Linked DNA regions of Zea mays: region 2 is linked to region 1. A link is a contact called in public Hi-C data. All regions are on one chromosome and are shown on one strand. Each heading gives the region's core, a stretch centred on a gene start, on an enhancer-like site or on the middle of the called end of the contact. The rest is flanking DNA. Distances are from core to core; before and after follow the strand shown. Region 1 holds the start of LOC100284398 (IAA16 - auxin-responsive Aux/IAA family member). Region 2 has its middle 48 kb from the start of LOC100284398.

Region 1 (6,568 bases), core at 3,297-5,796:
AAACCACCAAACCGAATCCTAACTATATCTTTTCAACAACCTCTCTCCTGCAAAATCGTGCAACCCACATCTGTAGAATACCACCATACTGTAACCTCACAAAGCAACCCGCACACCCCAATCCAAGAGTAAACTGAATAATTGACTTCCCCCTCCATGAATATCCTAGAGTCCACAGCGCATGCATAAAGTCATAAACAGTAGTGCATGACAATGCTGCTATTTTATCATAAAAAGTAACCAAATCAATTCAAACATGTTGAATTTTAGTAATTGAAAATACGAGTCATTACACCTTATTCATTTGGATCTGACACAACAGTTCAACATTCCAAAATGCTCCATCAGATTCAGACAAACAAAACTGGTGCAAACCCGAATGGAATCCTCCTGCAGATTGTGACGCTGCTCAGAGGAACTTCCTATACGGCCGCCCGACATCCTCATCCTGCATATGCTGCATCCAAACCAGTAGGTACGAATAAAAAATCAGTCTTAGGGTTTGGGCAAAGGAGGGAGGGACAACGGAACAACAATAGGGGCTCTTCTGTCCTCCAATCTCTGTGTCTCCACTGGTAAAACATAACTGGGAAGGAAGACAACCCAAAACCCGTGATAAATATGTCAGTCCAGGATCCATTAAGTCTGTGCATCCTAGGAGTAAGTGGGACGATTATCAAAAGATCTTAATAATATGGACAGTAAAGTTGAGGTAAATTACTCAGCTTTCGTACTCTTCTTTCTTCTAACTGATTCTCCCTCTCTCTCCTTCCTGATCAAAAGAATAAACAACCATGAAACAGAAAATACAGTGTAATGCTAGCTTACATCGAAAATGTTTAAAGAGTAATGCTATCTTACATCGAAAATACAGTGTTCCTGTCTGCATATCAGTCATTCCTATCAATATCATCAAACCTCTGACGAAACTGTACATAACAGACATTCCTATCAATAAGGAAGCATGTAGCTTCTCGAAGAGCCTTGCTATATACTGATGTAGTGGTCACATTTAACATGTATTGCCCATTAGTAAGGACAGTCACGAACCTGCAGAAAACATTAAACCTCCATTGCGAAGGAGCTCGACGTGTCCCGCACCACCACGCGCAGGAGCTCCAGCGCCTCCTCCATCATCTCTGGCTACGGACGTGTAGAGGTGTTTCTCGCCTCCCAGGGCTGTCCCACACCACCTCGCACAGCCGCTCCAGCGCCTCCTCCCTCATCTCCGGCGGCGGCGGCCTCTGGGTTGAAGCGACAACACATGCGTCAGGCAAGCCTGCGAGGCCTTGGGCCCGCCGTAGAGGTCCTGCTTCCAACGCGAGAAGGCTGTTGCAAAGGGGACCCGCCGGTTAACGTCGCGTGCGCAGATGAGGACGGGCGGGCGTGGAGCAGTTGCAGCTCCCGGGGCATCCTCCTTCTCGCGACCCTGGGGTTGAAGCGGGTGACTAGCGCGGAGAACGTGAGGGCGTGGGCGTGGGCGCGCGAAAGAGGATGAGGACGGGGACGGGCCACCAAACGCAGATCTGACCTGACCCAAATGCGGACGGCGGTGGAGATCGTGGGCGGGGCCGCGCGGATGAGGACGGGCCGCCAAACGCAGATCTGACCTGAACCAAGTGCGGACGACGGCGGAGATCACGAGCGAGGGTGGTGAAGACGCGGCAGAAGAGATCGCTGGAGAGCGTGGGCGAGGGCAGGTGGGGCGCGGTTGTGGACGGGGGCGGAGGCGAGGGCACCATGGCACCGGGAGCTGCGGGCATCACGCTGGGGGGAGGGGGAGGGGGCGCGGGCATCGCGGCGTCGGGGAGGAGGGACAATCGCGGCGCGGATACGGGATCTGCGCGCTTGGGGACTGGGGAAGATCGCGGAGGGGAGAGAGGGCAGAACCGTGCACCACACGGGGATGTGGACGTCTACAATAGAGCCTTATAGAGTAGTAATAGATTACCATTCATAACCGGTCAAAGAGCTACTAGTTGGCGTTGGAGAAGACTAATATACCCCTTGTGTCAATGAACCCCTTCCATGCCCTTTCAGCAGCTTAGCTTTGAAAACTCCATAACATCAATATAAAACGTAACAGTAATATGACAACAACATTTTATAAAAACTGTTACACAGTTATATTTATATTCTAAAGTTCTCAAAAATAAGTTTATGAAAGGGTACGGAGGGGGTTCATATACAAGATACTAGAGTATTTTAGTCTTCTTTAGCACCAACCAATAGCTTTTTAACTGGTAATGGACGGCATAGCATTTAAGGTACTAAAAATTAAAACTGATAGTATTAGAAGAAATATTTTTTTTATGATAGTGAAGGGATTGTTATAGCTTTGGACGGAGGAAACAGCTATACTTTGGTTGTAAGTGCAAAACGGCAAGGTACTGGTGCACTTGGGGAGATTTGACTGCTCGAGCATGATGGGGGCTGGAGCTTTCCGGTTACCGGCCTCTGTCTGACTGTCCCTCCCCGTTCCGGCACTGCATTCCCATCCACAAATTCAGAGGATCCCAATCCTGTACTTTGCTGCAGTGAACGGGGAAAAAAACAGGAGAGAGAGAGTGTGTGGATTGAGACTTGACTGTACAGCAGCAAACAGCACAAGCAAATGCTGCGCCCGCGAATCTCTCGCCTTTTTATCGCTGTCGCTCCTCTCTCTCTCTCCAAACCTTGTCCCATCCCATCTCGCGCGAGATCGGCGCAGCCGCGCAGCTTTCCCCTCCCTTGACCTTTCCACCGGTCTCTGCGCTCCTGCCCCGCCTGCTCCTCGGGCGTAGCGACCGCCGACCGGCTGCGGCTGCTGCAGGTGCTCGAGTGGAGCTCTGCTGCGTGCTCTGTGCTCTCTCTCCGCTTTCTCGTTGCAGTTGCAGCAGCCGCTTCATGTCACCCGTCCGGCCAACTAGCGCATCCCACGTAATTTCTCTAAAATCCTTAATTTTAGTGGATGTATCTTCTTCCTAGCACCAAAGACAAAGAAAAAAAATACGGTATAGCTCAAAAAATAAAATCTGTAAGAATTATGAATCAAACTCAAGACCTGCTGCTAGAATAAAGACAACACATCCACCACACCACGTCTTGTTTTGTTGTTATAGTAAAAGATATGAGAGCTTTTAAAAGTAAGGTATAACCGATGCCACACTAAGCCAAAATAGCTCCTCCGCCACTGAACACCACTGTCAAAAAATTGGACATTAAGAGAAAAAAATTCTTTGGCAAGATGAGGGAGACAGGAAAAAATACCACCTTATTAAGTGGGATAGAGTTTGTGCTAACACGAAAAAAGGTGGGCTTACAATTAAAGATTTGACAGTAATGAATATTTGTCTAATGTGCAAATGGTGGTGGAAACTTGAATATGAAAAAGGAACCTGGCAAGAGATTATGAACATAAAGTATATTCATGGAGACAGTATTTTGAATGTTGGCCCCAAGTATTTTGATTCTCATGTTTGGCGTGACCTGTTGAACATCAGAACGTACTATACCATTGGGAGACAGGTTATTATTCGATCGGGTAATAAAACCAAATTTTGGGAGGACCCTTGGATCGACGAAATTCCCCTGGCTATGTCTGAACCAGACCTGTATGATGTGTGTAATGGTAAATATCTTCTCGTTCAGACTGTTAGGGAGAGGGATGGCCAGTTGACTTTAGAAGATGGTTGAATGACGAAAACAGAAGTAATTGGGATAAAATTATGGAGAAATTCCAGGCTTTTGAGTTTCAAGAATCAGGAGACTGTGTCTCCTTGAAATGGGGCCTGAGCAAAAAAGGAGTTGCAGAATGTACTACATGATGGGGGCAAAACTTCTTCTGAAGGCTGCGAATGCTAGGAATGCAGGAAGAGAGCTGCAAGGGAGCAATGAAGCTGGTGACCAGACACTGGAAATGGAGTGATCGTCGGTCGATGACTGCTGATTGGTCGTTTGGTGACAGGAGCCTCCATTGGCTGGACGGTCTTTGTTATGTTGATTTCTGGCTGTGCGCTGTGTCGCATTTTGTTGCAATAATTTGACTACTTTCTTTGGGTGATGTCCTACTACTTGATGTCATGTTGGTAGATAATGTTTGGTAGCTGTCGATGACCTGAATCAGGTCGATTATGTTTACTTTCCTTGTATGTCGGTGCTTGATTGCTTTTGCGACCGAAACGTACGGTTGTATTTCTGTTATGCAAATAATAGAAATGGAGGTTCTTCGTTTAAAAAAAAATAATTAGTACCGAAAGATAGAGTTTTGCATTTGCTTCTATAATAATTTTCAAAAAAATATAAATATTATAAAAAGTTTTTAAAATTCTAATTAAATTTGAGAAGCTTTAACTGTAGATGAAGACGTGTATAAGAATGTCTTGCACTGTTTATAAATTAGGGTTTGAAATAGAAGTTGAGATAGAAAGTGAAACGGGTGTTCGAGATAGTCTTATAACTTCAATTATGACAGCGGCCGCCGGCCAGCCTGTGTCTCTCTGAGTGGCTCACCGCACTGCGCCCCGTTTCAGAGTGGTAGCAGTGCTGCGACTGCGTGCACAGGGTATATAGATAGATAGGAGTACACTGCGTAGGAGACAGCAAGAGGGCGAGGCTGTGTGTGAGAGAGGGGGAGGCAGAGAACATTCGGCAGTGTGAGAATCGGAATCGGAGATGGCTTGGAATGGCCGCTTCGGCGACGACGAGGAGGGGAGCGGCCTTGAGCTCAGCCTTAGCCTCCCGGGCTACTTCTCCGGATCGCCAACCCAAGCTGCAGCAGGTGCCGCCGCGTCCTTCATGTGCCTCATCACATACGAGCTAGTTCCATGGCTTGGCTTCAATTAACCCATCGTTGTGTTCTGTGTTCGCCTGGTGGTTTCAGGTTTCGAGGACAAAGCAGACGGCGGCTCTGCTGCTGCTGCTGCTGCTGGGCGAGCAAAGGGAAGCAATGGCTTCAAGGCCAGGTAACCGATGAACCTTTCATTCTTTCTCGCCGCCTGTGCCTTTGGTTGCTCCTCCTTTCTTTTTCTGAAACGAAACCCAGAACAGAGTTACTGTCGTAACGGCGCCTCATCATCTGAACTATGAACTACCTCAAATTCAACTCCTCAGGCCGGCGGCAGCTGCTCCGGTCGTGGGATGGCCGCCAGTGCGCGCGTTCCGGCGGAACCTCGCCTCGGCGTCCTCCAAGCCGTCCCGCGATCCGCCACCAAGCCACAGAGGAAACGAGTCCGCGAGCGTCGGCGCCGGCGGCAAGGCCGTCGAGGGCGGCAACAAGGGCCTGTTCGTCAAGGTCAACATGGACGGCGTGCCCATCGGCCGGAAGCTCGACCTGGGCGGCCACGCCGGCTACGACACGCTAACCGCCGCCGTCGACCACCTCTTCCGCGGCCTCCTCTCCGGTGCGTGCGTGCGCGCGCGCGCATCACCACGCAACCACGCGAGTTTTGTATGAACTGACGTCTGACGATCGACCTCTGTCTGCCTTTGCCGCCAGCTCAAACGTCGGGACCAGGCGGCGAGCGGCAGGCGGTCGCGGGGATCCTGAACGGTGGCGGCGAGTACACGCTGGTGTACGAGGACGACGAGGGAGACCAGATGCTGGTCGGGGACGTGCCGTGGCAGTGAGTTCGCCCCCTCTGCAGCACCTCACCAGATCGCTTCTCGTTTTCGCGCGCTTGCTCTGTCTGCTGACGGACCAAGCTTTCTTGCGTTTTTTTTTCCTTTTTTTCAGGATGTTCGCCGCCACCGCCAGGCGTCTGCGCGTGCTGCGGAGCTCCGATCTCAACCCCTCGTCGGTCAGTGGACGCTGCGCTGAAATCTTTTTGCTCTTGTGATATTGTAGCCTGGAGATGTTTTGTAATTTTTTTTCTCTTGCTTTTGCAGCTAAGGGCAGCGACCAGGAAGAGAGCTGCAGCTTAGTGCTGCGCTGGCGTACCCTGGAGTCTCAACTCTGAACATTTTGCGGCCTTTTCGGAGGGCCACCAATGTAAAATTGAAGCGGTTTTTCGTGGATTTTTGTTACCATTACCATCATGTATGTGATCAAGTAGGGAAGCAGGAATCTAGAGGAGATGAGTGGTGTTGTTAGAATCACGTGTCTCAACTTATCTGAAAGTCTAACAAGGTGCCTGTTTGTTTCGGCTTTTGCCAGCTTCTGGCCACCAAAAGCTGCTGCGGACTGCCAAACGCTCAGCTTTTCAGCCAACTTCTATAAAATTCGTTAGGGCAAAAACCATTTAAAATCAACATAAACACATAATCGGTTGAGTCGTTGTAATAGTAGGAATCCGTCACTTTCTAGATCCTGAGCCCTATGAACAATTTGATCTTCCTCCACATATAATTGTAATGATACTCAGATTCTTCCCACAGCCAGATTCTCTCCACAGCTAGATTTTCAGAAAAGCTGGTCAGAAAAAAGCTGAACCAAACAGCCCCAAGGTGTCTTGGCGCTGGAGTGTATAGTTCATACTTACATGGGCTCGCCAGGGCCCATGGGCCATGGCATTGTGCTACTGCTTGCATCGCTCTGGCTCAGCTAAAGCCCTACCCAAATTTTTTTTAGAAAAGAGAATATTATTAATAT
Region 2 (6,390 bases), core at 2,924-5,423, 47 kb before region 1:
GTAGAGGCCAAAATTTGTCCTAGATTGATTTATTTTAAATGGCATGGCATGCCCTTTATTGATAAAGGGATAGTATGGCTCAAGCCATGATCGCAAAAAGGGAAAAAATTAACTACATCGCAAAGTAGCGAAATGGCTAAGTATTTGTTTGGCACAGCTCAACTCATCAGTGAAGCTGCTTTTTTAGCATCACACACAGCTTTCTCAGTGAATCTAATGCTGTTTTGAAGGCCTGTTTGGCAACACAATTTTGTATTTACATTGTTATTGCTTAACAACACCAGGGTGCATAGAGTACTAGAGAGAGTTAGGAGGGAGAACGACACATGTTGGCGATCGTGCTGAACATTGGCACGAGTAGGAGCCACCATGCTAGCAATTAGAGAGGTTCGGCCACAATGTGCTTAATACCATACATCCTATTGCTATTGCTACTCATTGGTTCATGAACACAAAGAAGGAAAAGATTATAAGTTCAAACACTATTGAGCATCAAGACCTTCAAGCTCTCCCTCACCTCATGGTTGTGATGGCAGTTCTACTCTAATGGTCCTAATCCACATTTATGTCTACCTACTAGATGGACTCCAGAGCAAGATTGTCCAGATCTTATTAAATTGGTCTAAATCCTCTATGGCGTTCCTAAATACCCTATTAAAATGTTTCCCATCCCCTCCCTTCTATAGTACAATGGAAAAGAGAGGTTATATAAACCTCGGATTCCACTGGCTAAGTGTGGGAGAACCTGCAATTTACACTTGATTTAATTGAACCATCAACCACTCCACCATGACAAGAGATAACATATGTGCATGCTATGGTTTTCTACATGCTAACCCACATCAGAGGGTGAATGTTCGATCAAGAATTAATTTAAAGTGAAAGCAAATCTTATTGTCCTAATGCATGTCACACCAGAATCAACACATGTACCATACAAGTTGTGCATCACCATAAAATCAAGAGAGAAAATTTTACAACACAAATTCACATAGAATTTAGATTACAACAAGTTGTCCAACAACTAAATAAAGTTTAGTGTTCAGGTGTTTAGAACCTCCTCTCATGGCTCGTGATGATGCCAACTCATGTCACATAGTTTTAAGAAGAACACAACAATAACATAAATATAAAAGGCGATGGAGCTACACAACATCTCCATGAAAACATCCACAATATAGGTCATGACCGCATAGACTCACTTCTCGCCTGTCAGGGAACGACACGGTGGAAGTATCCATATTCGGTCTTTTGCTCACTTGTAGCTTAATCAACATAACACCATGAGTACAAAAGTGTACTCACAAGACTTATACGGTACAAATAAGTCAAGGATCATGCATATGGTAGTAGCAAAGAAACAAACCTTAAGGTTAAGTAAAAGTTTGCATAAAAGCCTATCTCATCATAACCTTAGTTTTTGATCATGAGAGGTGAGACACTTTCTATTTACTATAACGTCTTATATTTGTATAGCTCGAACCCAACATATATTTTTAGTTGATAGAAGATATTCATAGGTATATAAGGTGTGAACAAGTGATGCAAATATCAACATAAACCGAAAACTATGCAACGCTTCCAAAGGTGTTGAGCATTGTTGATAACCGTGAGCACGAGAATTTGAATTAATTTGTAACCTTGCAAGGATGTACTTCTTTACCCACATGGAAAAGGACCATATGACTCATCCACTTAGCCATAAGTGAACATGGGGGTACTTATGTCAACCTTTCCCAAAGAGCCTCGAACTTATGAACGCATGCCTAGCTTGTGCGAGGAGGCCTACATAAGTCCATGGGGACAACCCTAGGCATGCTCTACCTAGTCAGATAGGACCACACATATAAGACCGTGTCCATAAGAATGGATCAATCAAGGTAATTAGCTCATCCTTCCTGTGGGGGATAGATATCCCCTGGGTCCTCATAGCGTGGATTCAGTACATGGGCCGTTGAAGGGCCTAAGCAGGTCAGGCGGCTAATTTCATAGTTTGATCGACCAACTCAGACCCTAAGACGGTGAGAAGGCGTGGACAAGGCAAAGCAGCGTTTGTTTCAAAGGTGTGAAGACTCACGCGTGGATCAAAAACAAACCCTGAGATCATGGACTAGTAGTTAGGAAGAAAACCGACTTGTAACCCTGAATCTGTCAGCCTATATAAGGCAGGATTGAAACCCCTGCGATTTATCAGTAGCTCCCATCTCATAGCTATTCCATACCAAAACCTCAAGCTACCAGGGCACCATTATAACCTCGGGTTCAGAGCAATACAATCGCTGCAACACACATGATGTTGGATTTATGCCTTCTGCTTGCCTGAACCTATATAATTCTTGTGTCATGTCGTGTTCCACGCGAACCATCAAGCTACAATCGATTTCGCCAACCATAAAAAGCACCCTGTGATACATCCCGTGGTGCACTGCCGGTACCAAAGACCAATAGTTGACGTGCCAGGTAGGGGAGGTGACATCGACTAGCTCCATGGCCATCACCTTCGCCAACAACGTCAAGTTTGTTTTCGGTGACGTATTCCACTTTGGATCTATCTCGCTAATTACCAACCAGAATGGTGACTTGCACCTCATCAGCGATGCAATTGGGAAGACATGGGGCTAGATGACCGTCACACCGACTTAGAAGGGTTTGTCATCTACGACCACTAAACCTGCAACGTCAGGCTTGTCCTTCTAGTTCTCTGAGATCCTCGTCATTAATGGCAGGGCAGACGATGGTGACGTCTCTAACGACGAGCCCACTGAAGAGGGAGAAGACCTACAACGGTGCAACATGCACCACCGTAGGAATCGGCATCGCAACATCCGGCGTCATCATATCACCGACGAGCAGTTGCTGATCCAGTCAGTCTCACATGATGAAGAATCCGAGGTTGGCGAGACTCGGAAGAGCAGGAGCTTCACCGACAGAGGAACAACCGATAAAGGAACCGTCATGGCGCCTAGGAATGGGAGTAGGTCGAGCATGATCATGAATACCGACGCGGTTGACTACACGCCCCGCGCAACTTGCTACCAAACTTCATCAGGGCCATGCAGACCCCGAGTCAAGCCGGCGGCGTGCTCAATTAGGGCAACAAAGTGAAGTACTCGGCACAAAATAGGCGATTACCGATCAGCAAAGGGCAGGTCCCGGTGGTAAATGAGCTGATCTCACCGAGGTTGCTGCTATGCTTGTCGGTTCCCGACAAACCTCGACGCTCAGCAAATCCAACTGAACTCACCAAGATATTGCTGGGAAACGATGAAAACTAAGCGGATCTCGGTGGCTATGCGATGGGATCGGTCGTCAATGTCACCTATTAGGGAGAGGAGCAGAGAGAGTGAAAAGGGAAAGATGTCGTCATCCGTTCGGTTGGAGAGTGTATGGGATCGGGTTAACGGATTATAGAACAAATCAAATTTATTTGTGATACCGAAACATGAATTTTTGAATAAAAATATATCCCTGGGCTTCTGAGAATCTCTAGTTTTTTAAAATTTTCCCATTTGTTTTTGAATTTCAAACATTTCATACGGAATCTTTGAAATATTTCGATGGTTTTCGAAACCACCTAGTAGCGAGAATGAGAAAATTTGGTGGAGTTCGCCGGAATTTGAACAGGATTTCTAACCCTGGCCTTAGCCAAGTGAGAGACCTCGACGTGATCGTTCACGTCATGATCATTAACGTCATTGGCCACACTACTGCCAATGATACATTAACGTCATGATCGTTCACGTCATAGATCGTTTTCGACGTGATTGTTCACGACACAGATCCTACCTCTGAGCCGAGGCCACACTACGTCATTGGCCACGCTACTGCCAACGATACATTAACGTCATCATTGTTCTAAAGATGGAATTATTTGCGGAAATTAAATATGTTTCTTTAATGCCAAAACAAAAAATGTGGCCTTTCTGTCGCATTGATAGATGGCTGATGGGGCCAGGGACAGAGGACAATCAACGTCTAAACTACCAGCAGTACCTTATCTCCTCCACGCTTGATTTGGCTTGATGTGAAGTACCGAAGGTGAGAAGGATGTCACCACCTTTGCCCCCGGGTCGCATGCTCATGCACGCATGTCATGGCGCGGTGCCGGTGGGCGACTGGGGCTGGGCGCACGTCCCCTTCGCTGTTTCAGGATGTGCGCCAACGACGGGATTTGCACCGCGTGTTGCTCCTCCATTAGCTCATAGAGCACACCTGCGTGGGCCACTACAGCCAGTGGTCTACAGCTGCATTGTGCTCTGTCTTGAGAGTTGAGCCTGACCGGTGCTAGCAATATATAAGACAAACACCAAAGCACGTCTTGTTCATTTTCTTGGCATTATTGTCTCAAAGTGTTAACGAGTAACTTGATTTGGCTTTGAGTGTGTTTACTTGTAGGCCAAAGTACTCTCTCCTTTTCAAAAAAATCCATTAAAATAGATACCTTATTTTCTAAGGAGGCAAACAATCAAATTTAACCATGTGGCAAGACGAGGGATGACATAAGAAACATCGATTTCCATTAAAATCTTGTTGTCTACTTATAAGGTGTTTGGTTTGAAGAGTCAATCCATTTTAGATGAGATAGTACATCATGAGTCCATTCAACAATTTGGTGGAATAAAATCGTATCTCATATTATTCCTAATAATTATCCTATGAGGAATGAAATGGTGATGAACCAACTCATTCCATTCCATAAACCGAAAGAAAGCGAGGTGTGAGAAAATGATGGGTTGCCTCATCACTCAAACCAAACACGCTATTATTGCCCCAGTACAGGGATGCAAATATTACAAACTGTTTTTGGCCGACTGTCAGACCGAAGAGTTTCATTATTCATACTTTTAATACATTGTCATTGTTACCCTATGTTTAGGTTCAATCGTCTTCCTAATTAACCGTTGGCTAACATCTCGCTCATAGAATGCACCGAACCCACATCTGTTCACCCCTAATAGTTTGCACATACTCTCTACCAAATGCGCTAGCGGCTTGAAAATTGCATGTCGCCCTTCAGTTTTCCGCTTTTTCTCCTCAAGCCCGTGTATAATTCATCTGGCATCTTCCTAAAAAATTTCCCTTTATCTCTTCTACAGACATTGCCTAGATAAAAAGTTTGTCATGGAAGATAAAAACTAGTCATACTCGGATCAAATATTTTGACCATTTTACCTTGTGTGCCACTCTAAATTTGTAGGCACTGAAATTCATTTCTTCATGTTGTCATGCCTTTATGCTTAGACAAGGATGAGAACAATCGTACAACAGTTCTAGCAATACCCCCTCGTTTTTATCATCAATTCATGCACGAATATACTTGAATTAGAGTTTGACCTAAAAGAAGAGACACTCGAATCACACATAAATCAACCCATACATTGGGATGAGTTGTAAAGTGGGATGACTCTGCCCACGAACTAGATTATGCCATGGTTTGGGATGAAGGAATTCAAGGTTCTCTTGTACTTACGTTTTTATTTTCCCATTTTTCTTTCCAATGTGTAGAGGATGATGTAATCTTTATGTTTCTGTGTTTCTTGTCATAGGTGCATTACATGTTTCACTGCGGCTTTGCTGGAGTAGCGTAGGCTATCGTGTAGCCTCTTGGTGTATCATTGTGGTGTGATGATGTAGAGCGGTGGATTGAATGATCAAAGGACAATAGACCGAAGAGTATTCAAAGATAATGAGAGGGCGACAATGTATTAACTCTATAGAGAATCTAAAGTTATTTAACTCTTTGAAAAAAATGAGATTGTCAAGTGTGTCCGAGTAATAATAATAGAGCAAGAGAGATCACCTCTTTCACATGTCTAGTAATATAATTATACAACCATATATATTAGTTGCTTGTCCTCTTTCATATGTCTAGCGATATAACAATGGTCGTGTTTAGTTACTTAGTGTTAGAATTATAGGCATTTTCCATATCATTTTAATTCCATAAATTAACATTATGATGATGACATATATCAAATAATTAACCATTGAAATCGTGATCTCAAATATATCCATAATAATATGGATCATGAGAACATAAAGTATATGAATCATATAAATATAATAAGTATATAAACATGGTTCAACTATTATTACGGAACAACTTAAAATAAACTGATAGTAATATAAACATCATGACTATAAGATTAAAACAAACAGATATAACATACTATAATATGACAGAACAGATGAGATAAAATCATTGCTACATATGAAACATCACAAATGAATATATGAAACATATATAATATGCAGAACGCAAAATATTAAGGATATAAATTGATCATACCCTCCCATGCGCTCTGATGATCCAGATCCTTGTCCAGCTTCTCTTGTTATGTCGTCAGGAAGAAGATGTTTTGGGCAGTCGCGTAGACGCTCCCCAAAAAC

The links. Hi-C and Micro-C count contacts between places; a contact is called where the count stands out from the background.
Region 2: a Hi-C map of leaf shows a contact between it and region 1, with 2.2 times the contacts expected there. The contact joins the enhancer-like site here to the promoter of LOC100284398 in region 1. A contact is called at or near these places in 9 of 25 Hi-C or Micro-C datasets (bundle sheath, ear, leaf and 2 more).

Annotation. Positions count from the first base shown.
Region 1 is chr6:140,907,323-140,913,890 of Zm-B73-REFERENCE-NAM-5.0, reverse strand. It overlaps LOC100284398 (IAA16 - auxin-responsive Aux/IAA family member), which reads left to right and starts at 4,546. Exons shown (of 6, transcript NM_001365325.1): 1 at 4,546-4,759; 2 at 4,862-4,943; 3 at 5,092-5,381; 4 at 5,477-5,603; 5 at 5,714-5,777; 6 at 5,866-6,063. The coding sequence starts at 4,654. The coding sequence ends at 5,901.
Region 2 is chr6:140,954,399-140,960,788 of Zm-B73-REFERENCE-NAM-5.0, reverse strand. No RefSeq gene overlaps it. Among protein-coding and RNA genes, the nearest start is that of LOC100284398, 48 kb to the right of the region's middle. Within about 2 kb of position 4,173, at least 13 of the 20 cell types and tissues checked have an H3K27ac peak or open chromatin away from gene starts, as enhancers often do. A contact at or near this core is called in bundle sheath, ear and leaf, where this site is marked.